7 separate regions of the Mus musculus genome follow, and all the other regions are linked to region 1. Evidence: chromatin contacts called from public Hi-C, HiChIP or PLAC-seq and promoter capture Hi-C data. All regions are on one chromosome and are shown on one strand. Each heading gives the region's core, a stretch centred on a gene start, on an enhancer-like site or on the middle of the called end of the contact. The rest is flanking DNA. Distances are from core to core; before and after follow the strand shown. Region 1 holds the start of Mapk11 (mitogen-activated protein kinase 11). Region 2 holds the start of Mov10l1 (Mov10 like RISC complex RNA helicase 1). Region 3 holds the start of Ttll8 (tubulin tyrosine ligase-like family, member 8). Region 4 overlaps Ppp6r2 (protein phosphatase 6, regulatory subunit 2). Region 5 overlaps Ttll8 (tubulin tyrosine ligase-like family, member 8). Region 6 holds the start of Sco2 (SCO2 cytochrome c oxidase assembly protein). Region 7 holds the start of Sbf1 (SET binding factor 1).

Region 1 (3,051 bases), core at 87-2,586:
TGGCTCTCCTTCCCTCTAATTTATTGTATTATTTTTTTAAAATGTATTTTCGTGTAACCTTATCCTCCTCCACTTGCTGAGTCCCTGAACATCCCAGACACAACATGTCCCATCATCTCTTCCTCTGTCCGACTCCTTGGGTATGTATGGGTGATGGAGTGGGTGTATCCTGTCTCTACTCACTGTGGAGGGCTGGGGTACAGCCTGAGAAGCAAGAATAAGGAGCGAGTGTCGGCAGAACAAGCCTACCCATCTCAGTGGTGGGTTTACAGGCTGCAGACATGGGGCGAGATCCCATGACCAACTCACTCTGGGCCCTGTAAAGCAGGACTGTTTGCCTCTATAGGGTTGCAGTAGCAGTACCGAGGCTTCGGATGACAGCACCGGATCCAAGATGTGAGACTCAGCCCCCATTCCCGGTGTGGGGCACATACCAGTGTCCACACCCTTGATCAGCCCGTCAACAAGGGCTATCTACAGCCGTTCTCCAATCCCAGGTGCCTGGATGCTGCCCACGATCGAGACTGCAATCTCTGGTCTCCAAGCCCTACCTATATTCTGAGATCCTTTGTTGGGTAAACTGGGGTAGGGTGTAGACAAGAGAGTAGGTGTCCGCTTAGGCTCAAGCCGCTGAGCTTCTAGGAATCTGGAGGCGCGGGTATGATCCACAGGAAAATTTTGGTGTCTTCCAAATTAGAAAGGTCTCCTCACCCCGCTGGGGGTCCCCTTTTCAAATACTTAGTCTGAGGGGAACGTTAGACCCTGCAGCTACTTAGACCTTGCCCGAAATAACCCGGATGGCTGACTGTTCCATTTAGCGGCCCCAGAGACTTGCTCTCCCGCCAGCTGTGACGCCGCAATATTCAGTCTTTTGGGGAAAAACTAGGAAAGGGATCGGAGATGGGGGGGGGGGAGAGGGCATTAGAAGACCCCCCCTACCTGCCAGCGAGTGGAATCTAGTAGGAAAGTTTCCTCCGTGTCCCCTCCCCCCCATTCATTCATCGGAAGCGTGCAGACCGGGGGCGGAGGCAGGGCGAGGCCCCTCCCCACGCCGGGAACCCCACGTCGCGCTGGAGGGTCGCACACGCTTTCCCGCCCAGCTCCCACCAGGTCCTTGCCGGCCCCTACCAGACTGAGCCGTAGGCGCCGGAGCCCACCGGGCGTAGGCCCTGCAGCCGCTGCGGCACCTCCCATACTGTTTTGTTCAGCTCTTGCCGGTAGAATCCCGCGCGCGGACCCGACATATCCACAGAAGCAGCTGGAGCGAGCGCCCCGGATCCCCGCGCGCAGCACCCGGCCCGCGCCCCACGCCCAGCACCGCTGAGCAAAGCGGGGTGGGGGCTGGGGGGCGGCGGCGCAGCAGGGCGGGACGGCGGGGCGGGGCCGAGGCCCGGCGGATTTCCCCAGCCTGGAGACCGGAGGGCGGGGAAACGGGGGTGGGGTGGGGTGGGTGGAGGTTGAGGGTTCCCGGAGACAGACGCACAGCTTCCTGCCCCTCGGAGACCGTGACAAAGGAAAAAGCCTGCTTCCCTCCCATGGGGGTGACGATGAAACTTCTTGCTTGTACTCCTCCACCTTCATCTTCTGCATATTACCTACCCCCTCTGCCCTTCCCCGGGTCCCAGGCCAGTCCCCTTCCTCAGAAATGAAGGGAAATTGTCAAAAGTGAGCTTGAGCACGTGGTGATAATACTTTCAGAACAACAACAAAAAACATTAGTGGTGGGGGGAGGGGGAAGTAAAGGCTCTAGGTTAAAAAACCAGCGCCACGGCGCCAACTCAGGGCACCACTGAGGAAGGCGCCTTGTGGCCAGGGTGAGGAGGACGCCCCCGTTTGGCGTTAATGGTTCACCTCCTAGTAGACTTACTAGGTCTTAGTAAGTGACGGAGCCTTCAGGAGACAAGACGACATCTACTCCCCATGTTGCCCTAACCTCGACCCAGAAGCTCCTGGAAGAGGTAAGCTCCCGGCGGGCAGTCAGGACCAGGGACAGCGCAGCACCATGATTGGGGCCACAAGTATGGTCCCCACATGGGCCTCTTTTTAGTACTGGGTATTTTTCCTCCTTATGAAGCCCTCTCTTCACTGACACTCGGGAAACGCCCCCAGCCTTGACTTTCTCCAGCCACTAGCACAAGGCGACCCAGGAGGTCTACCAACCCTGGCAGGCATAGTTCAGTTTGTCACCAAGCCTAGAAATCTCCCTTTTCCTGGTGTCCAGGGTGGATGCTTTCATGTCCAGTAAGGCCTCACCCATGCCACTTTAGGCCAGTGGTTCTCAACCTGTGGGTCACGACCTCTTTTTTTTAACAGGTGTCACCTAAGACCATCAGAAAACACAGATATTTACAATTCATAACAGTAACAACATTAGTTACAAAGTAACAACAAAATAATTTTATGGCTGGAGGTCACCACAACATAAGGAACTGTATTAAAGGGTTGCAGCATTGGAGAGTTGAGAACCACTGCCCTAGGCCCTACTTTTATTCACACTTGAAAGTAAACATGGAGCAGAGTGTGGTGGTGCACGTCTTTAATCCCAGCACCAGGAGAGAGATGCTGGAGTACCTGGCCAGCCTGATCTACATCCTGAGTTCCAGGGCAGCCTGAGCTAAATCGAGATTCTGTCTCTAAGCTGATTCCTTTCCCCCATTCCTCCTCCCAATAAATTGATTATGGGTTGAGTGTCGTGGCTTCCATCTGTAATTCGAATGCTTAGGAAGCTAAATCTGGAAGATCACAGCAAGTTCAAGGCTTACCTGGGCTATAGAGTAAATCTGAAGCCATCTGAGCTACAGAGTGAGACCCTGCCTCAAGGCGGAAGGAAGGAAGGAAGGAAAGGAAAGGAAGGCAGGCAGGCAGGCAGGCCAGCCAGATGTGGTGGCACGGGTCTTTAATCCTAGCTAAAGCAGAAGCAGGAGGATCTATCTCTATGCCTTATGAAGCTAACAGGTGAGATATGGCTTCTGACTCCCCCCTTTTTGTTTTGTTTTTGTTTTTGTTTTTTAAATAACTTTGAGCAAAACTCAAATAGTTAACTATTTGGGA
Region 2 (2,700 bases), core at 10-2,509, 170 kb before region 1:
CATTACTCCCAGTTTAATTGAAGAGTGCCAATGATGTACAAACAGACAAACCAAATCTAGAACTAAATCAGATCCCCAACAAACACAACAGAATACATACTGTTTATGACACACAGAATATCCAGTGAAGGACATTCAGGAGATCAACAAAGTGGGAGATACCCTTGATAAGGTTTGTGTTCTATTTTGTTTTGAGACAGCCTCTCACTATGTAGCCCTGGCAGGCCTAGAACTATGAAGACCAAACTGACCTGGAAGTCACAGAAATCTGCCTGCCTCTTCCTCCTAAGTCCTATTAAAGGTGCATATCACTAGGCCCTGACAAGTTTTAAGAACAGAAGTCATCCAAATTTTACTCTCTAAGACTGACTAACATCAGTAGCCGAAACTCTCTAAATAGTCGTATACTGACAACATGCCTGTGTGGACTGGGGTGGGGGAACAGCAAAATAAAACTCAAACCACAAGACAAATATGAAATTGCGATTCAAATTGTATAGGATGCACCTTAACCAAAATTTAAAGAGAAATCTATAGCTTGTAAATGCTGTCTTAAAAACAGCGAGCAAAACAAAACCAAACTTTGGGATGTAGTTTTGTGGTAGGGATATTAAGTGCGCAAGGACCTCTAGCACAGCCTAAAGCATTGTGAAAGCACAGGTCTGTAACCTCTGAACTTGGGAGATCGAGGCAGGGGATCAGAAATGCAAGAGCATCCTTGGCTACATCGTGAGTTCATAGCCTAGGTACATAGCATCCTTCTCAAACAAACAAACAAACAAACAAACAAAGTAAAGCTGTAAGGAATATTGGAACAGAGGGACCATCCTACGAAACGGCTCCTAAGCTCACACTGGGTAGTGAAACTCTTTATCTTTGTACTTAAGTGGATTCAGCAGAAACGCCTGGCCCAGCTTCACGCTGCAGTCATCCGGCACAAAGCGCCACCCTCTCTTCCACACACTGCGCATGCCAGGCCTCTCATCTCTTGCACGAGGACCTCCATGCTCCTTCACGTGCTAACCGCCAACCTCTCGTGGCTAACGGTCGAGCCTCGTGGAATATACAGGGACCCCATTGGCTGAGTTCTATGACAGGCAGGCGCAGGCGCAGATGCAAGAACCCCATTGGCTGGTTTCTACCAGCGCATGCGTGCTGGCCCATGGGCGGGGCTGTGGCGTGCGGGCAAGAAGCTGGGACGGAGGTGGAGGCCGCCGCCGCGTGGATGCCATGCTGCGCCTTGCTGCCAAGCTGGTGTCCTTCTTCTGGAGGAAGGAGGACATCCCTGAGGAGGAGGTCGGGCAACCAGGGCGGGAGCTGTCGGAAGGTAAGGGTGCACGGAGCACTCCGCTGGAAGCCCTCAGCAGGCCTGTGAGGTGGGGGCGAAGCTGTGACCCCCTCCGGTCGGGCTCTCCCGCCTTCCTTCGGTGGTTCGAGAACAGGCCTTTGGAAGCTTAGGCTTGGCCCTCCCTTCCTTCGCAAACCCAAACGGGCTGTATCTCTTAGTCATTTTCTCAAGAGAGAAAAAAAGGGTGCGTGATTTTTGCACGGGTGCCTTGTTATTCTTGGGCCAGTGCCATGGCTACCTCATTGTCCCTTTCCTTCACTGTGCGTGATTTTGTGCTATACGCGCCAACTGGATATCGCTGCCCCCTCTCTGCCTGGCTTTGGTCCCCACTGAGCTCTCAGTGGGATGAGTGAGGTCCGGAAACCATCGTTCTACCACTTGGAGTTGTCCTTTCCAAAAGCAATGAAGTCATTCCCCTTGGATTCTTTATCATTCCCAGGCTTCCAGTTCTGGCATTTCTGAAGAAGCAACAAAAAAAAATCAGTCTAGGGTTGTGGGGGTCACCACGACAGGAGGAGCTGTATTAAAGGGTCGCGGCGTTAGAACCATTGCCAAGAACAGTGACTTTCAGCATGAGCTCCGGTTTCACTTCCAGAGTTACCAGGTTACCCCTCCCCGGAGCTCAGGGCCATGCTTGCTGCCTTTCTTTCTAGTTTTTCTTTTGCGTGTGAACTTGGGCTAGTGGCTCCCTGGATTTCGCCATCCTCTAAAAGAGTGAAATTTTCAAGAGAAGCTAAAAATAACATTAAAAAAAAAATGAAGTTGTTGAGCACAGCATGGTAATTGAAAGGCCTTTTGTATTTAGATGTGCTGGTTTCTGTAACAAAATGTAACCTGGAGAAAATAATGGCATACGGCCAAAGGGGTGGTTCTCAACCTGTGGGTCACGGCCCCTGTAAGGGGTGTGTGTGTCACATATCAGCTATTTACATTATGATTCGAAATAGTTATGAATAGCAAAATTACAGATGTGAAGTAGCAAGAAAAATAATTTTATGGTTGAGGTCACCACAACATTAGGAACTATATTAAAGGGTCACTGCATTAGGAAGGTTGAGAACCACTGTAAAAAAAAAAAAAGTGGCTTTCTGTAACAGCTTGAGTTCCAGTTTTATGGTGTTGTGTCATGTGTATTGGCTGATTTTGTGTGTCAACTTAACACAGGCTGGAGTTATCATAGAGAAAAGAGCTTCAGTTGAGGAAATACCTCCATGAGATCCAGCTGTGGGGCATAGTGATCAGGAGGGGAAGAAAGCCTATTGTGGGTGATACCATCCCCGGGCTGGTGTCCTTGGGTTGTATAAGAAAGCAAGCTGAGCAAGCCAGGGGAAGCAAGCCAGTAAGTAACATCC
Region 3 (2,709 bases), core at 134-2,633, 200 kb before region 1:
ACCAACTAACCAAACAAATAAACAGGAAAAGGAAGAAAAACAAAATCAACCAGCCAACTAAACCCCTAGAAATCAATCAACCAACCAACCCCCAGCCACAGATCCTCGTGAGTAAGTCTGACGCAACGATCTGACACAGAGCTGGTATCCAGAATGAACAAGAAACACCTGAAACCAGTAAGACTCATTATTAATAATGGTCAAGATGTGGAATAATATTTCCCCATCGTGAATGTAAGAGAACGGCCAATAAAAGCCCTAGAGAGTCTGGTAGCACCCACCAAACTGATCTTAAAGGCCAAGGCAATGCCAGTTGTGTGGCCAGTGGGGAGTGCCCCGGCTGGTAAGCCTGGATTATATCTTCTCTCTCTTTTTTTTTTCCAGACAGGGTTTCTCTGTGTAACAACAGAGCCCTGGCTGCCCGGACTGGCTTTGTAGACCAGGCTTGCCTCGTATTCACAGAGGATCATCTTGCCTCTCCCTCCCGAGTGCTGGGATTAAAGGTGTGTTCCACCATCCCAGGCCCTGAACTATATCTTCTAAAACTAAATGTGTACCCATCCATGACCATGATTTTACTTATAGATATTTAGGTATTTGTCAGTGGATATGACCCATGTCTGAAGGGCAAGTTCAGTACCCGGCTAGGATAAAAAGCTTTACCTTGTACTACCAGAACAGTCTCACAGAACCAACACGGGAGTCCAGAGGGCAACTGAACTGGGCCTCCTCCGCTATTCCCAACCCCCGCCCCCGCCCCCCCCCCACGCCTGCTCCTTTGAGTAAGGCTGCCGAAAATGCGGAACAAGAAAGGTACAGACTATTTTCTTCTTTGTGATCTCCATCTGACAAAGTGGAAGACAGCTTCTTCCTCTCGCCGTTCTCCATGCTCGCCTCTCGTAGCTGGTTCTTTTGGCCCCCAACCCCTGTTGACAAAGATTTAGAGTTCAGACATACCCAGGGAGGCAAGGGTGGGGTTCGGAGGACCCGGGTGTGGGAGGGAGGCCTGAAAGGAGGGTTTGGGGTCGGGGGACACGACATGACTGGGAAACTTGAGGTGTGAGAAGTCAGATGAGAAGAAAGGTCAGTGGGAGACAGATGAGATGAAGAAGTTAGGGTAGAGGGACAACTCGGGGGTAAGGAAGTAAGTATGGGGTTGAAGAGATAGACTTGGGCCAGAGTTAGGGAAGTCCAAGAGGGACATCCAGTCTGGAGAGAAATACAGGTCTGGAGCTAAGAAGGAGAGGTCGAGGTAGGGAGACAGGACACAAATTGGGGCGCAGGCTTAGGGTCAGAAAGGGGAGGCCGTTACGAAGTTTGGAGGAAAGTGGGGAGGTGAGGGAAAGAAGGTTGAACAGGCGTGGTGGGGTGAAAGTGGAGGGATAAGGTGGGAAAGTTCTGTGATTCTAAGGATCGACGTCTGGGATTCCAATCGGAGGGGGCGGGGCGGGGTTCCGAGTACTGCGTAGGAGGGGGACCTGGGCACTAGCGAGGGCAGGCGTGGCGCGTCTGAGGGCAGGCAGTGCTCACCTGGGACCCGCCCTAAAGCGCGTGCTGCTGTGGCCGAGCGGCGGGCAGAGCGGCCAGGCGTCTTGCGGTTGCTCAGGGCAACCGCCCTCGCCTGCACCATGCATTGTGCAGACTCCTGGCGCTGGTAGCGGGGCTTTCGGCGTGCTAAGCGGCGCCCCACTCGGGGTGTGGGGCTTCGTGGACGCACAGGCGGCAGAGGCTGCGGAGGGCTGCGTGAAAGAGGAATCCGCTGGCAGCAGCGGAGCACAGGGGACACCCGAGACGCAGTCCGAACGCAGTTGCTGGCACTCACACTGAGCTTTGGTTCTAGATCCAGTCCCATGTTACGGTCCAAGGAGCGGCTTGGACGGGGGTGGAGTCGGGGGCGAGAGCGGGGACTAGGTCCCCCGACGGAGCAGGCCATGCGTCAGGATTAGTCCTTAAGTGCCTGCGACCCTCGCCTGGGTCATGTGCTCCTGCTCCACATCTCCCACGCACCTGTCAGGGTCACACAGACAACCCAAGCCCTCAGACTACACCAAGTCACAAAGACTATGGGTCACACCCTGCCCCACCCTCCGCTTCCTCCCTCCTGGCTCCCTTGTTGACCACGAGAAGCCTCCACTTAGGCCTGAGGTGGGGATGGATGGAGTCCGAGGGTCCTTCGGGGCAGGTGTTCTCCCCTTGCCAGCCGAGCGTCTACTGAGATCAGGGTAGGCAGAGTAAGCCTTCTGTGCGCAGAGGAACATAGAGTGGCCCTGGTACCTAGACTTATTAGTGGGATACTTGTGCTGTGCCCTTCCAGGCTGTCCCTTCCCGACAGTCAGCACTACTTGCCATCTAGGCCTTTCCAGGTTAGTTCCTGTGATCGTCCTGTGTTTGTGCCTATGTGGGTGGTGCCTTGGGTTGTCTTGAGGAAGGCCCCTCACCCTGTCAGAGTTGTCCGCTGTTTTAAAGCGCAAACTTCAGCATATTTTCAATGGGTTTAAAGCAGTTCTCAACCTATGGGTCGCGACCCCACACACAGTGGGTCACATATCTAACTAGCAAAATTAGTAATGAAATAGCACTGGAATAATTTTATGGTTGGTGTCACCACAACATGTGGTGTTGTATTAAAGGGTCACAGCTTTAGGAAGGTTTAAAGGCATTTTTTTTTTAAAAAAACAGGTTTTGCTCTTCAGGTGTTGTAGGAGTCTT
Region 4 (2,758 bases), core at 23-2,522, 140 kb after region 1:
GTTGTCTGTGGGTACAGGATACTGGAAATGGCTTCCCATACAAAGGCCCTGAGGCAGGATCTCCACCTAAGTTCAGGGTACAGTAGAGGAAGTCTCAGGGCTGGACCCTACCAGGAGACAAGGTACTAATCTCACAAGGCTCTTGACCTTAGGCCCATGTGGGGGTTTTGTTTTGGATTCTGCATCTACTCTTAAATGAGTATCACCTATGGGGTTTCTGGCCTTGTCTCTGCCTACACTTCCAAGTCTGGGATGTACCTGACACCAGCTTGTTCTTGACACAGTGGGCACCAGACAGACTGCCTAGCACAAGTTCACCATCATGCATTCAGGCTCTGGGTCCTACCAGCCCTGCCTCCTCCTCCTCCTCACACACAGGGTAGGCCCTGCCCACGTGTGTGCTTCTTGAGGGTCCTCTGTGATATTGGAACTTAAGGGGTTTCCCTCAGCTAAGCGGGAAGATTAAGCAGCTGGAATCCATGGTTGGTATAACCCAGTGGTTCCCAACCTTCCTAGTGTGTGACCCTTTAATACAGTCTCACATGCTGTGGTGATCCCAGTCATAAATCATTTTTGTTGCTACTTCACAACTAGAACTTTGGTACTGTGATGAACATAACTGTAAAGAGCCACAGCCCACAGTTGAGAACTGCTGTTTGCAGCTGGGACTCAAAGTTTCATACTCTGTACCCATAGCGTCTGGCTGCTCATGTCCAAAGCTCATTGAGGCCCTGGCTCTTGTGTTCTAGGAACCCTAGGCAGGATATCGCCCCTAAAGCAAACACCACTATATATCTAAAAGATTTGTAGAAAAGCAAAAATGTAGAGCCAAGACTTGGAGAAGGGTTCACATGGCTACTGATTCAGATGTGATAAAATTAACTAAGAGGAAAAGCCTAGACTGGAGTTCCTTGGGTTGAGAGTACACAGGCTTGTTTGTGAGTTTTGCTGTGTTGTGGAGGGTGGTCTCAACTCACAACTGTCCCACCTCCATCTCTTTAGTGATCAGATTACCGAGGAAGATCACCACATCCAACTAACAGCCTACCTTTAGAGACCTTCATCCTCTTTTTCTAAATCCTTCCTAGAGAAGTACTTTAACCCTGCTGCAAAAAGACAAAGTAAATCCTTTACAAAGCTATTTTCAAAACCTGCTAGATAGTTGAACCACTGCCAAGTTTATTCAGCCTCTACAACTCCCTCCCTCCCTGCTTGTCCTGCATCTCATCTGAGAACCCCTCCCTGGGACAGAGCCAGGTATCTTTGTTCTGCAGGATCCATCTGTTACTTGTGGTTAGTCTAGGCTAGCTTTGGGTATGAAGACACTCAGTCCTTATATAATCCCTCCTCCTCACCTCACTTTTTTTGCAAACACAGGTCTCACTTTATAGCCCTGGCTGGCCTGGAACTCTCTATGGAGGTCAGGATGGACTCAAACTCAGTGACCTGCCTACCTATGTCTCCTAAGTACACGATAAAGGCATGGCCCACCATGCCTGGTCATCAGGGACCCTTTAGATAGCGTAAGGGTGAAGTTAAATTTAAGCAGCAACATTGGGGCCATCAGTAAATGAAGCTCCACAGCTGTCAGGATTTGAGTGCTGCTTATAGGAAGGATTGAGGTCATGATCATCATGTAGTTTGTCCCACTGTCTGGGACTCAGGGCTACAAAGCCAGCTGTAGTCATGCCACAAAAGAGATAAGCAGATAGGAGCTGTGCGTATCACTTGGAGGCCCTTTGCTGGTTGTTGGGTATCTGAAATAGGCAGCAGTGAAGTAGGGGCACCCATAACTGGAGCCTATTTGCCACACAGGGCTGAGTGTCCTGACAGTACCGTGTTAGCCCCTGCCTGCCCCGCACCTTCAGAAGTGACCATCAGTCCTGCCGTGGCTACCATAGCACCAAGCAAGGCAGGCTCTCCCACGGCCACCATAGTGGTCTCTTCCTCAGTGGCTGCTGCAGTGCCCCCAGGACCGATCGTGGCAGTAACCACAGCAGCCCCAGCCATAGTTGCCACCCTGGGGACGATGACAAAGGACAGGTGAGTAGATTGGCCAAAGAGGGTAGGGTGGGACTGGATGAACCCCAGAAGCCCACATGCTGCAACTCTGCCTCTTCCCCCATTTATGCAGGAAGGCAGATGCCCTGCCAGAAGGCGCTGCCTTAAATGGTCCTGTGTAACTGCTGCCACCCGGCCGTGGCCCGCCCTGGTCAGGCTGCTTCCTTAATCAAGAAAACTACCTGGTGATGCAATTTTTTTTTTTAATTTAACTTTAAAATAAATGCTGCATTTGGTAAAGCTGGCAGTGGAACCAGTTGGATGACCCAGCTCCTGTCTCTCCTACCTGCCCTTGGTCCTTTTGGAAGACAGATGGACCTGGCCACTCCCTGTCCAGGTCTTGGTCTGGCAATGAGGCCCCTGACTTGCAGCTTCTACCTGCAGGACTTGGTGAGGGAACAAGACCCTACGGTGCCAGCACCGTCAGATGGGCAGGAAGGGGGAGGAGCACCAGGCTCTGGTTTCATCTGTACTTTTTAATGCACGGAGGAAAAGCCTTTTTTTTTTTTTTTTTTTTTTTTTTTTGCACTTTGTACCCAGCTACAATACAGGGTCTCTCTTGGCTCACGGCAGATGTAAAGGCCTGAGTTGGAGAGACCTGATCCCCAATAATAATAATACATGGGGGTCTGGCACTAGTTTGGCCATATGAGGTCAAACCCCAGTTCTAGCTGCCCTGAGGCTCCTGGGAGCTGGC
Region 5 (3,026 bases), core at 347-2,846, 210 kb before region 1:
AAAAAAAAACCCTTCATGGGTTTGCAGCCCCATAGGAAGAACAGCAATATCAACCAACCAGACAGCCCCAGAGCTCCCAGGGACTAAACCACCAACCAAGGAGTACACATGGCTCCAGCTGCATATGTAGCAGAGGATGGATGGCCTTGTCAGTCATCAATGGGAGGAGAGGCCCTTGGTCCTATGAAGGCTCGTAGATGCCCCAGTGTAGGGGAATAGAGAGCGGGGAGGCAGGAGTGGGTGGGTGGAGGAACACACTCATAGAAGCAGGGGAAGGGGGGATGGGATGGGGGTTTCCGGAAGGGGGGAACCGGGTAAGGGGACAACACTTGAAATGTAAATAAATTTTAAAAAATTAATTAATTAAAACAAAACCCAAAAAAACCAAAAACCAAAAAACAAACCCTTCCCAGGACAAGGTATTCCACCCATGTGCCGTTTACCTTCACTTCCAAGGTTCTGGAGAGCTTTGGGGAAGAAATTGAACTTCTTCTCCACCCAGCCCTTTCTTCGCAAGGTGGCCCGGATGACAGGGTAGTGTCCATAGATGGAGAAAATCTTCCTCTCCTGAAAACAGCAGCGGCATCTTAGCTGAGGCCCTCGGCAATAAGGGGATTGAGGTGACCTTCCAAAGTAGCCTGGACCAGACTGCACCTCGGCAAGGCCACACACACACTCTGCCCAGAGAGCACAGGAATGCCGCCCTCAGCATGCAGAAGGGTGCGCGTGCGTGTGTGTGTGTGTGTGTGTGCGCGCGTGTGCTTGTGTGTGTGCGCGTGTGTGTGTGTGCACATGTGGGGGCTCGGACATATAATCCCCACAGTTGCTGCACTGCGTTTATTCATCGTTGGGTTGGGATTACAGAGGTGATCACTTCTACACACTCATTCACACACTCAAAGGGGCCAAAACACAACCAAGAAATCAGCACTTCCTGAGCAGCTGTAGCCCCGACTCAGAATTTCTGTAGTCCCAGGATTTCTGGATTTGGGATACAGGTGGGACACACAATTGCACAATGCCTGAGGGTCTAGGGAAAAACTGAGGACTCCCAGTGCAGCTGTCTTTTATAGAAAAGTGAGTGTCCTGGCTAATTTTATGTCAGTTTAACACAAGCTAGAATCATTTGGGAAGAGGAACCTCAACTGAGAAAATGCCTCCACCACATTGGTCTATGCCTGTCGGGGTGGGGGTTGGGGGAGCATTTTCTTGATTGACAATAGATGTGGGAGGGCTGAGCCCACTGTGGGCGTCACCACCCCTAGGCAGAGGTTGTGTAAGAAAGCAGGCTGAGCAAACCACAGGAGTAAGCCAGTGAGGAGTGAGCCTCTGCTTCATCATCTGCCTCCAGGTTCCTGCCTTGACTACAAGCCTGTAGCATGAGATAAACTCTTTCTTCTCCAAGAGGTTTTTGGTCATGGTGTCTTTAACACAACAAAAGAAACACTAAGACAAGAGAGTGTGACGCCTGTTTATAAAAGCTGTGGGTGCCTGAGTTCAGAATGGCAGAAAGAGAAAAACTAACGGGTAACAGAGGAAGGGGCAGGGCCAGCCCAGAAGCTGCTGGAATTCTGACTCATCGCTTGGAGATGGTTAGCTGCGTGTGGTTGAACAGGAAGTTGGCAGCTGGTGGGAGAACCAAACTGTATACTACCTCAGTCTTAGCCCAGGGAAAGGTCATGGAAGGGATCATTGCTTGTTCCCAATGGTCTCATGTGCTTGAGGTATGGTCACCAGGATGGAGTGGGGACATGCCCAGGAAGGGTAAGTGTGAGCTAGCTCTCACACAGTGAGCAGTTATAAAAGAGTGAGCCAAGTCCCCATCTCCCTCTGATCTCCTCTGTCAAATATTCCTTTCCTCCTACCTGCGTGTCTACAATGGTGCCATCTGCCACATGGTGACAGTGACAGAGCCAAACAGGCAGAGCTGCTCAAGCTCTGGCTTTCAGCCCCTCAAGCTGGGTGGTGAGTACATTTGTTTTCTTAATAAAAGTGCAAAGCCTCAGGTATTTTATGTAGTCACAGACAGAAAGCTGACATTCACAAGGGTACCCCAAGCCAGTGCAGAAGGCAGTGACATGACCCGTGTACTAGGTCACTAGCAGGGTCAGGGACGGGCAGGGTCAGCTGGGGTCAGGCAGGAGTGGCGGCACCGAACCACTGGTGTCCTGCAGCAGACGTACAGACCCTGATGGGTCACCATGCAGGACACTGTCCCTGGACTCAAAAGAGCAAGATGACAGGACATATGGGACTCACTAGCATCACCCTAAAATGGTGACAGGACTTTGCAGATGTCACCGAGGCCCTAAGTCAGTGGGCTCTGATGGATACAGTCAATCTCCTGAGGGGCCTAAACTCATCAGGTTATTCCTAACAGAGGCTTGAAGCTCAGAGGATCCCACAGAAGACGGATTCATCTGACTCCCAAACAGCTGGAAGAAGAGATGCTTAGGAAGTGAGCGTAAGCCAGACATCAGTGAGATCTTGGTCAGCAAACCAAGCCACTACCAGAGTCCCAGACTCTATCACAGAGACACAGACAGGCTGAGCCCAGAGCCCATCACACAGACATGAATAGAGAGACAAGCTGAGCCCAGGTCCCAGCACAGAGATCCCAGACAGAGACACTGCAGTGAAGTTTTCTATAGATAAATTTTGTGTTGCCAGGTGTGATGGTTTGTATATCCTTGATCAGGGAGTGGCACCATCTGAAGGTGTGGCCTTGTTGGAATAGGTGTGACCTGGTTGGAATGGGTGTGTCACTGTGGGTGTGGGTATAAGATCCTCACCCTAGTTGCCTGGAAGTTAGTCTTCCACTAGCAGCCTTTGGATGAAGACATAGAACTCTCAGCTCCTTCTGTGCCATGCCTGCCTGGATACTGCCATGTTCCCACCTTGATGATAATGGACTGAACCTCTGAACCTGTAAGCCAGCCCCAATTAAATGTTGTTTTTTATAAGACTTGCCTTGGTCATGGTGTCTGTTCACAGCAGTAAAACCCTAACTAAGACACCAGGTAACA
Region 6 (2,700 bases), core at 114-2,613, 220 kb after region 1:
GCTGGACAAGCATCTGCCCCACATTCAAGCAGGTTATCTAGCTGCCTGCACCGGCTCGTCTCAACTCAGAACTGCTCTGCCGTAAGCTGCATGCAGTCCAGGCAACACCAAAAGTCCATAGCTGGTTTGCTCTAACCTACGTCTTTAACCAGGGAGTCTCAGCCTCATGACCCCAACCTCTGGAGAACCCACGCCACAACTGCCAAGCCTCCCTGTGGATTCTTGGAAGCACCGCGAATATGCTTTGCCTGGGCACTGGGATGCATGTGTCTATTTACAATAAATTGTTCTTTATAGGGAGGCTGTTGATCCTCTGGCTGACCACCTTTAAGAGGTGATCCTTTCTAGCTTTAGGGTCACTTCAGGGTAATCTGGGGCTCAGCAGAAAACAAGTGCCTCCAGCTTGTTTTCTGTAATGTAACACAGCTCAGCCCACTGTGCCTTGAACTGTCTGACCTTCACCTTCCTGGGCAGGCAGACTCCTCTGCACTTAACTGGATGCCGTACCCTGCCCCTCTGCAGTCCCTCAGCCCTGCCATCTCCCTTCATCCTCCCCCCCCCCCCTCTCCCCAGGGAAGGTTGTTACAACTAGCATTTAGAGCCACTGGCATCCAGCCTACTGGGCTCCCCCAGTATGTTGCCCCCGTGTGGCTACAACCTGGATCTCTTATGAGATGGAGGATACGTCCAGGGCACCATCAGCCCTGAGCTAGGACCAGTCCGAGAAGATGGGACTGGCAAATATTCCCAATATGTCCATTTTCTGGGCCTCAGAAGGTCTCTAGCTCATGTGATAAGCTAGATGAAGCAGTAGCAGCAGAGTATGAGGCCACATGTTAACAGCGTCCTCACCCAGTCCCACCCCTTGGGGGAGGACTTGCCCAACTGAACTCACCTGGCTGAGCTGGGTTCGAGACTTAGGGCTGTGCGATGGTCGGTGGGAGGACAAGTTCAGCGAAGGGTGAAGGGACCTTGAAGGGTGCTCGATCTGATAGCACGAGCGCCCCCTGGAGAGTGCGTCGCTGCTGACTGCTGAGCGCAGGGCCGTCTAGGTGCACGCGGAGCCAGGGTGTCCCTGCGCGAGCGACAGAGGCGGTTACCTAGGTCACAGCGGGCGACCGGAAGGGTTGTTTATGGATTCCAGACAGCGCTTACCTCGGGACAAACACTGGCCCACGTCGACCAGTACCTCGGCACCCACTCCCGGTCTGATCGGCTGCCCCGCTCGGCTGCGTCCGGCTCCGAGGTCGTGCAGCACACGGGCCAGCGGCAGCGCTCGGACGCACTCAACAATGCCTAAGGGAGAGGGTGGACACTGAGAACCTACTGGAGGCACGTGCCAGGACCAGGAAAGATCGGGAGAGGAAGTGGGTGGGATCTGGTGCCGTTGATATCCGGTCTCACCGTCTGCCGGTGCGAGCAGCTCCTCTTGCTCTCGGGCGTGAGGCAGCAGCTGCCGGCGTTGCGTGGGGCTCCCGGAGCACAATGCTTTAGCTAGGCCGGGGTCCACGCCCTGCGCCGAAAGCATCAGCTGGAAGCGGCGCCGCGCGGAGCCGTCATCCAACGCCGCGGCCACTCGGGCGGCGCCTTGGTCTTGTGTTTCCGCCTGTCCGCTAATCCAAAGAATGGCGCCTCCTGCTGGCGGGCGGGGTGGAGCTCAGAAGCTGCAGGGATTGAGAGCTCCTGGCATACAAACTGGTGGTCTTAACTCCAGCCCTCTCACCTAGCCTAATGACCAGGTCCCGCAGATCCGGCGGCCCCGCACCATCCAGGCAAAGCAACGCTTCTTCCACCTCCAGGGTATGGCCCACGCTGCGGCCCAGAGGGTTATCCATGGCGGTCAGGGCTGCGGCGACCTTCAGCCCCAGGCTCACTCCCACTCTAACCTGGGGAGGCATTATTCAGTATCCGGCATTATCAAATCCCATACCTGCTGTCCCTGGGTTAAGGTGTCAGTAAAGGCTTAGGTTAGAGATCAGAAACCAACACTGCCAGGCCTCAGAGGGGATGGGGGTGTTCTGGTTGGTTGCCCTAAGTGGCGGGGGTTCTGTGGAGGATTTCCCCAGGTCCGCAGTCAGGACAGCTTTGATTGGATAGGGTAGGAGGGCTGGAAAGAGGAATTGCCGTTTTATTCTTCCAGGACTGTTGAGTGGGCAGAGGCAGGGATAGGACGGAATGTGAGGCTCATGTCCCTTCATAGAAAGGGCACTGTGGCCTAGCACGGCTCACCAACATCTTTGCCAGTTCTCGGGCCTTCTCCTGGTCTGGGAAGACTGCAGCTCCCCCAAACTTAACATCTACCACCAGAGTGGACAGTCCCTCCACGGCCTTCTTACTGAGGATTGAAGCTGCGAAGACCAGAAACATCATCCCAGGGTATACTTGGGCACAGGAAGAGTTGCCTCTCTGAGAAAAGCGGCAGTGCCTAGCGGACTGTCTGTCAGTCAGGGTACCCCGTTTCAGGTCACCTGTAATGAGTGGGACACTGTCCACAGTGGCTGTCACATCTCGTGCAGCATACAGGATCCCATCAGCAGGAACCAGCTTTGCACTCTGGCCGACAATGCAGCAGCCGACTTCCTCAAGGATGTGCAGCATCTGCTCAGACACCTTCATTAACTTCTAGGGACGGACCCACCCACTGGCCCTGACCACTGACCCAACAGAAGTTCAAAACATGGCCAGCGAGAGTCAGTATGG
Region 7 (2,930 bases), core at 108-2,607, 170 kb after region 1:
AGGAACAGTCCTAGTGGAGACTTAGCAAGAAGAAAGGCAAAGAAGAAAGTTTGGGTCCTGAATGGTGACAGTGACAGCTGGTCTGAGAAGCAGCAGAATAACTGTGTGGAATAGATAACTGGAACACGGTAGGAAGCATTACATCTAGGGATTAAGGGGCTACCTCATCTGGCCACAGTTGTCCCTAAGATACCGCCCCTCTGCAGGTGGACTCTGACAGCCAGAGTACAAGTCCCAGCCTCCATTCCAGACCCACACACTCAACTTCTCTATGCCAGATTCTATGCTGAAGATAGGGCAACAGCAAGGCAATCTCAGTGGGCTATTGGGAGAAATGAGATCATACACACAAAGGGTTGTGCAGGGCCTGGCACACTGAGGACTCCAGCCAACACCCCCCAACACTGTTGTCTCCATGGCTGTGGTTGATGTCACTGTCAGGCTCCGTTTTCTCCTACCCCCAGGACTGAAGGGCTCTCAGACACAGGTGCTGACTCCAGATCAGGGCCTCCTAGATCACCACACTGATCCCCCGCTGAGGGGCCTGGCTTAGAGGCTTGAACACCAGGAATGCTCTCCTCCAAGTGTGACACTTTCGTCTGAAGTCCGGCTCCATACCACCGACGAACCCCTCCCCCTCCACTGCACCCCATCAAGCGGTGCTTGAGGCTTCAGACCTAGCACTGGGTCAGAGAAGCTGGAAGACGAAAACGTTCCGCCCCCCTCTCTGAAATTCCCAGACCCAGCCACCGGCAGGCGGCCAAGGCGGGGTGAGCCCATCCCACCCAACTTGGAATCGGGGAGACCGAACTGCAGCAGGGTCCTCCAGCCTCCCACGCCCGAGCGACACGCCCCTGCCCACCTCGGAACAGCGACGCAGGTGCCCAGGTGTAGGAGGGATGTTTCTTACACAGGCCATGTCGTCCGGGGTCCTCGCGGGTTGCCCCGACGCCACCGTGGCCAATAACTACGGAGGCCTCTTTTCGAGAGCCCCGAGAGCTCGGCCCCAACTCCTGACCCTGCCTCCGGCCGGGTCTTCTTAGCTTCGAGTCCTCAGTCCCAGTCCCTCAGTCCCCCCCAGCTCGTCCCCCTCGGCGCTGAGACTCACCGCGCGGGTGCGGCCCGAACGCCACCAGCACGAAGTAGTCCGCGAGCCGCGCCATGGCAAGGGGCGCAGGCGGGCTCCACGGCTCGAGGGTTCGATGGCGGCGCGCTCATGGCCCGGCGCTGGCCCTAAGCTGCACACTTGGGACACCCCGGGCCCGCTCCTCTGCGGCGCCGCTGACCAGGGCTTCCGCCGCCATCTTCCCAGCCAGCCGGCCCGCCCGGGCGCTTCAGGAGCCTGCGCAGTTCTGCCCCTCCCGTGTAGGCGGGACCTGGCACAGTGCGCTTCCATTGGGCCACTCCGCATGGGGCGGGTCCAGAGGGCGCTGCCCCGCCTACTACCTCATGCTCAAGGACCGGCTCAACCCTTTGGGCGGGTGAAGCTTACGGCGGCCGGGGCGGGTCAGCTACCCTGGTCCCGCGGCCGACATTTCGACCTGAAGCACCACCGGTCAGGATTAGGGCATACTTCCCCGTCGGAACTGAAGCCCCGGAATGAAGGGAGACCTGGACCTCACCCTTGGGAGAGCCTAACTCCGAGGGTCAGGGGCGTGGTCCAGCTCAGTCTGCCTGAAGCAAACCAGTGGAGCTCAGGCCTTGTCCAGCCAGTCTCCCAAACTAGAGGACCGAGCTGGGGGATGGAGGAGTGTCATGGCTTCGCCACTCACCCTGCCAATCTTATGGTGGCCAAGGGAAAGACTTTACAGGCTTTTTTTTTTTAAGTTCCTAGTGCAAAAAGGGGCAGCTAGATATTTCACCATTGGATGGATGGGATATCCAACACCTGCATTTAAAAAAAAAAAAAAAAAAGTTCCAGCTTGAGTCACCTTCCTGCGAAGTTGGATCGCCCTGGAGGTCAGGGGGTTGGCCAGGCCTCTTGCAGTAATACAGGAATGGACACTTGTAGGAGAGGCAAGGTCCTTGACCAGGAGATTAAAGGGGGAGGACTAGGCTTGCTTGTTGATGAGTTTAGTTTTCTGTGAGAACTGAAAGACAAGCCACCTATTAGCATCGTGTTCCCTCCACCTGCAAGATCTGGAGAATGAATGAAAGCAATCTCAGGAGAGACGAGTCCAGTCGTCAGTGTACGTGTATAAAGAGTCTCGGCCCTTGAGAAGCTGAAGCAGGTCGTTCATGAATTCCAGTCCAGTCTCCTTGGCTTCATCAGGAAACCATGTGTCCAAAAAACAGGAGATATAAGGGCCTTTCTGGAGAGATAGTTTAGAGGTTATGGGAATCTGTGCTGGATTTGCAGCACCCTCGCCTGCAATTCTGGGTCCAGGGGGATCTGTCGCCCCCTTCTGGCCTCCGGAACGTGTTTGTGGTGGTGCGTGGACATACATGCAGGGAAAACACCCATACACATAAAGTGAAAATGTCTTTTTTAAGAGAGGGGGATGAGCTTGGTGGTCATGGTGGTGGTGGCAGCGCACGCCTTTAATTAAAGCGCTTGGGAGTCAGAAGCAGATGGAGTTTGAAGCCAGCCTGGTCTACGGAGCTAGTTCCAGAACAGCCAGGAAGCCCTGTCTTGAAAAAAATAAGATAAAATAAAAATAAATAAAAGAGGGGAAGAGGAAAAGACTGTCCTAGGAAAGTTCTGTGCACAGAGACACAAACCTAGCTCTCCTTTGCCAATGCCAGGTGAGCTGCAAAATCTTCCTTTCTGCTTAAAACCTGTGTTTGAACTTGATTGAGTTGGCTGCTTCTGTCAATCAACTAAAACTCGTCTCTATACTCGTAAGAAATGGTGGCAGGGGGCTGGAGAGATGGCTCAGAGGTTAAGAGCACTGACTGCTCTTCTGGAGGTCCTGAATTCAATTCCCAGC

What was found. Promoter capture Hi-C pulls out the DNA fragments that hold promoters and counts their contacts. Hi-C and Micro-C count contacts between places; a contact is called where the count stands out from the background. HiChIP or PLAC-seq counts read pairs in DNA pulled down with a chosen protein or histone mark. Capture Hi-C pulls out chosen DNA fragments and counts their contacts.
Region 2: a promoter capture Hi-C map of adipose tissue shows a contact between it and region 1. The contact joins the promoter of Mov10l1 here to the promoter of Mapk11 in region 1. A contact is called at or near these places in 1 of 115 datasets of contacts at active chromatin or transcription factors (double positive thymocytes) and 2 of 9 other capture datasets (adipose tissue and pancreatic islet).
Region 3: a contact with region 1 is called in a promoter capture Hi-C map of adipose tissue. The contact joins the promoter of Ttll8 here to the promoter of Mapk11 in region 1. A contact is called at or near these places in 3 of 39 promoter capture datasets (liver and stem cell-derived epiblast-like cells), 2 of 115 datasets of contacts at active chromatin or transcription factors (embryonic stem cells and pancreatic cancer cells) and 4 of 9 other capture datasets (adipose tissue, embryonic stem cells, liver and 1 more).
Region 4: a Hi-C map of pre-megakaryocyte-erythroid progenitors shows a contact between it and region 1, with 2.7 times the contacts expected there. The contact joins the enhancer-like site here to the promoter of Mapk11 in region 1. A contact is called at or near these places in 1 of 39 promoter capture datasets (embryonic stem cells), 1 of 15 datasets of contacts at CTCF or cohesin (large pre-B cells), 3 of 484 Hi-C or Micro-C datasets (cerebellum, nephron progenitors and pre-megakaryocyte-erythroid progenitors), 4 of 115 datasets of contacts at active chromatin or transcription factors (embryonic forebrain, embryonic stem cells and pancreatic cancer cells) and 3 of 9 other capture datasets (adipose tissue, liver and pancreatic islet).
Region 5: an H3K4me3 HiChIP or PLAC-seq map of bone marrow-derived macrophages shows a contact between it and region 1, with 4 times the contacts expected there. The contact joins the enhancer-like site here to the promoter of Mapk11 in region 1. A contact is called at or near these places in 5 of 39 promoter capture datasets (embryonic stem cells, frontonasal cranial neural crest, hippocampal neurons and 2 more), 3 of 115 datasets of contacts at active chromatin or transcription factors (bone marrow-derived macrophages and embryonic stem cells) and 4 of 9 other capture datasets (adipose tissue, embryonic stem cells, liver and 1 more).
Region 6: a contact with region 1 is called in a promoter capture Hi-C map of liver. The contact joins the promoter of Sco2 here to the promoter of Mapk11 in region 1. A contact is called at or near these places in 12 of 39 promoter capture datasets (the C10 cell line, the HPC-7 cell line, cranial neural crest and 8 more), 4 of 484 Hi-C or Micro-C datasets (B cells, CD8 T cells, embryonic stem cells and 1 more), 8 of 115 datasets of contacts at active chromatin or transcription factors (CD4 single positive thymocytes, effector CD8 T cells, embryonic stem cells and 3 more) and 3 of 9 other capture datasets (adipose tissue, liver and pancreatic islet).
Region 7: a contact with region 1 is called in a promoter capture Hi-C map of liver, with 2.0 times the contacts expected there. The contact joins the promoter of Sbf1 here to the promoter of Mapk11 in region 1. A contact is called at or near these places in 16 of 39 promoter capture datasets (the 3T3-L1 cell line, the C10 cell line, the HPC-7 cell line and 9 more), 1 of 484 Hi-C or Micro-C datasets (regulatory T cells), 7 of 115 datasets of contacts at active chromatin or transcription factors (bone marrow-derived macrophages, double positive thymocytes, embryonic forebrain and 3 more) and 4 of 9 other capture datasets (adipose tissue, embryonic stem cells, liver and 1 more).

The regions. Positions count from the first base shown.
Region 1 is chr15:89,148,270-89,151,320 of GRCm38.p6, forward strand. It overlaps Mapk11 (mitogen-activated protein kinase 11), which reads right to left and starts at 1,337. Exons shown (of 12, transcript NM_011161.5): 1 at 1,129-1,337. The coding sequence starts at 1,244.
Region 2 is chr15:88,981,735-88,984,434 of GRCm38.p6, forward strand. It overlaps Mov10l1 (Mov10 like RISC complex RNA helicase 1), which reads left to right and starts at 1,260. Exons shown (of 27, transcript NM_031260.2): 1 at 1,260-1,327. It also overlaps a transcript of Mlc1 not described here.
Region 3 is chr15:88,953,035-88,955,743 of GRCm38.p6, forward strand. It overlaps Ttll8 (tubulin tyrosine ligase-like family, member 8), which reads right to left and starts at 1,384. Exons shown (of 12, transcript NM_172818.3): 1 at 822-1,384. The coding sequence starts at 1,041.
Region 4 is chr15:89,283,964-89,286,721 of GRCm38.p6, forward strand. It overlaps Ppp6r2 (protein phosphatase 6, regulatory subunit 2), which reads left to right. Exons shown (of 25, transcript NM_026813.2): 24 at 1,816-2,043; 25 at 2,135-2,758. The coding sequence ends at 2,183. Among named protein-coding and RNA genes, the nearest start is that of Mir6959, 20 kb to the right of the region's middle. Within about 2 kb of position 1,273, at least 24 of the 459 cell types and tissues checked have an H3K27ac peak or open chromatin away from gene starts, as enhancers often do. A contact at or near this core is called in pre-megakaryocyte-erythroid progenitors, where this site is marked.
Region 5 is chr15:88,935,560-88,938,585 of GRCm38.p6, forward strand. It overlaps Ttll8 (tubulin tyrosine ligase-like family, member 8), which reads right to left. Exons shown (of 12, transcript NM_172818.3): 3 at 444-567. Among named protein-coding and RNA genes, the nearest start is that of Ttll8, 17 kb to the right of the region's middle. Within about 2 kb of position 1,597, at least 61 of the 459 cell types and tissues checked have an H3K27ac peak or open chromatin away from gene starts, as enhancers often do. A contact at or near this core is called in bone marrow-derived macrophages, where this site is marked.
Region 6 is chr15:89,372,528-89,375,227 of GRCm38.p6, forward strand. It overlaps Sco2 (SCO2 cytochrome c oxidase assembly protein), which reads right to left and starts at 1,364. Exons shown (of 3, transcript NM_001111288.2): 1 at 1,156-1,364; 2 at 896-1,075. It overlaps Ncaph2 (non-SMC condensin II complex, subunit H2), which reads left to right. Exons shown (of 20, transcript NM_001115132.2): 20 at 1-323. It overlaps Tymp (thymidine phosphorylase), which reads right to left. Exons shown (of 11, transcript NM_138302.2): 5 at 2,469-2,598; 6 at 2,230-2,348; 7 at 1,724-1,886; 8 at 1,405-1,635; 9 at 1,156-1,296; 10 at 896-1,075. The coding sequence ends at 918.
Region 7 is chr15:89,313,954-89,316,883 of GRCm38.p6, forward strand. Sbf1 (SET binding factor 1) reads right to left here and starts at 1,358. Exons shown (of 41, transcript NM_001170561.1): 1 at 1,109-1,358. The coding sequence starts at 1,163.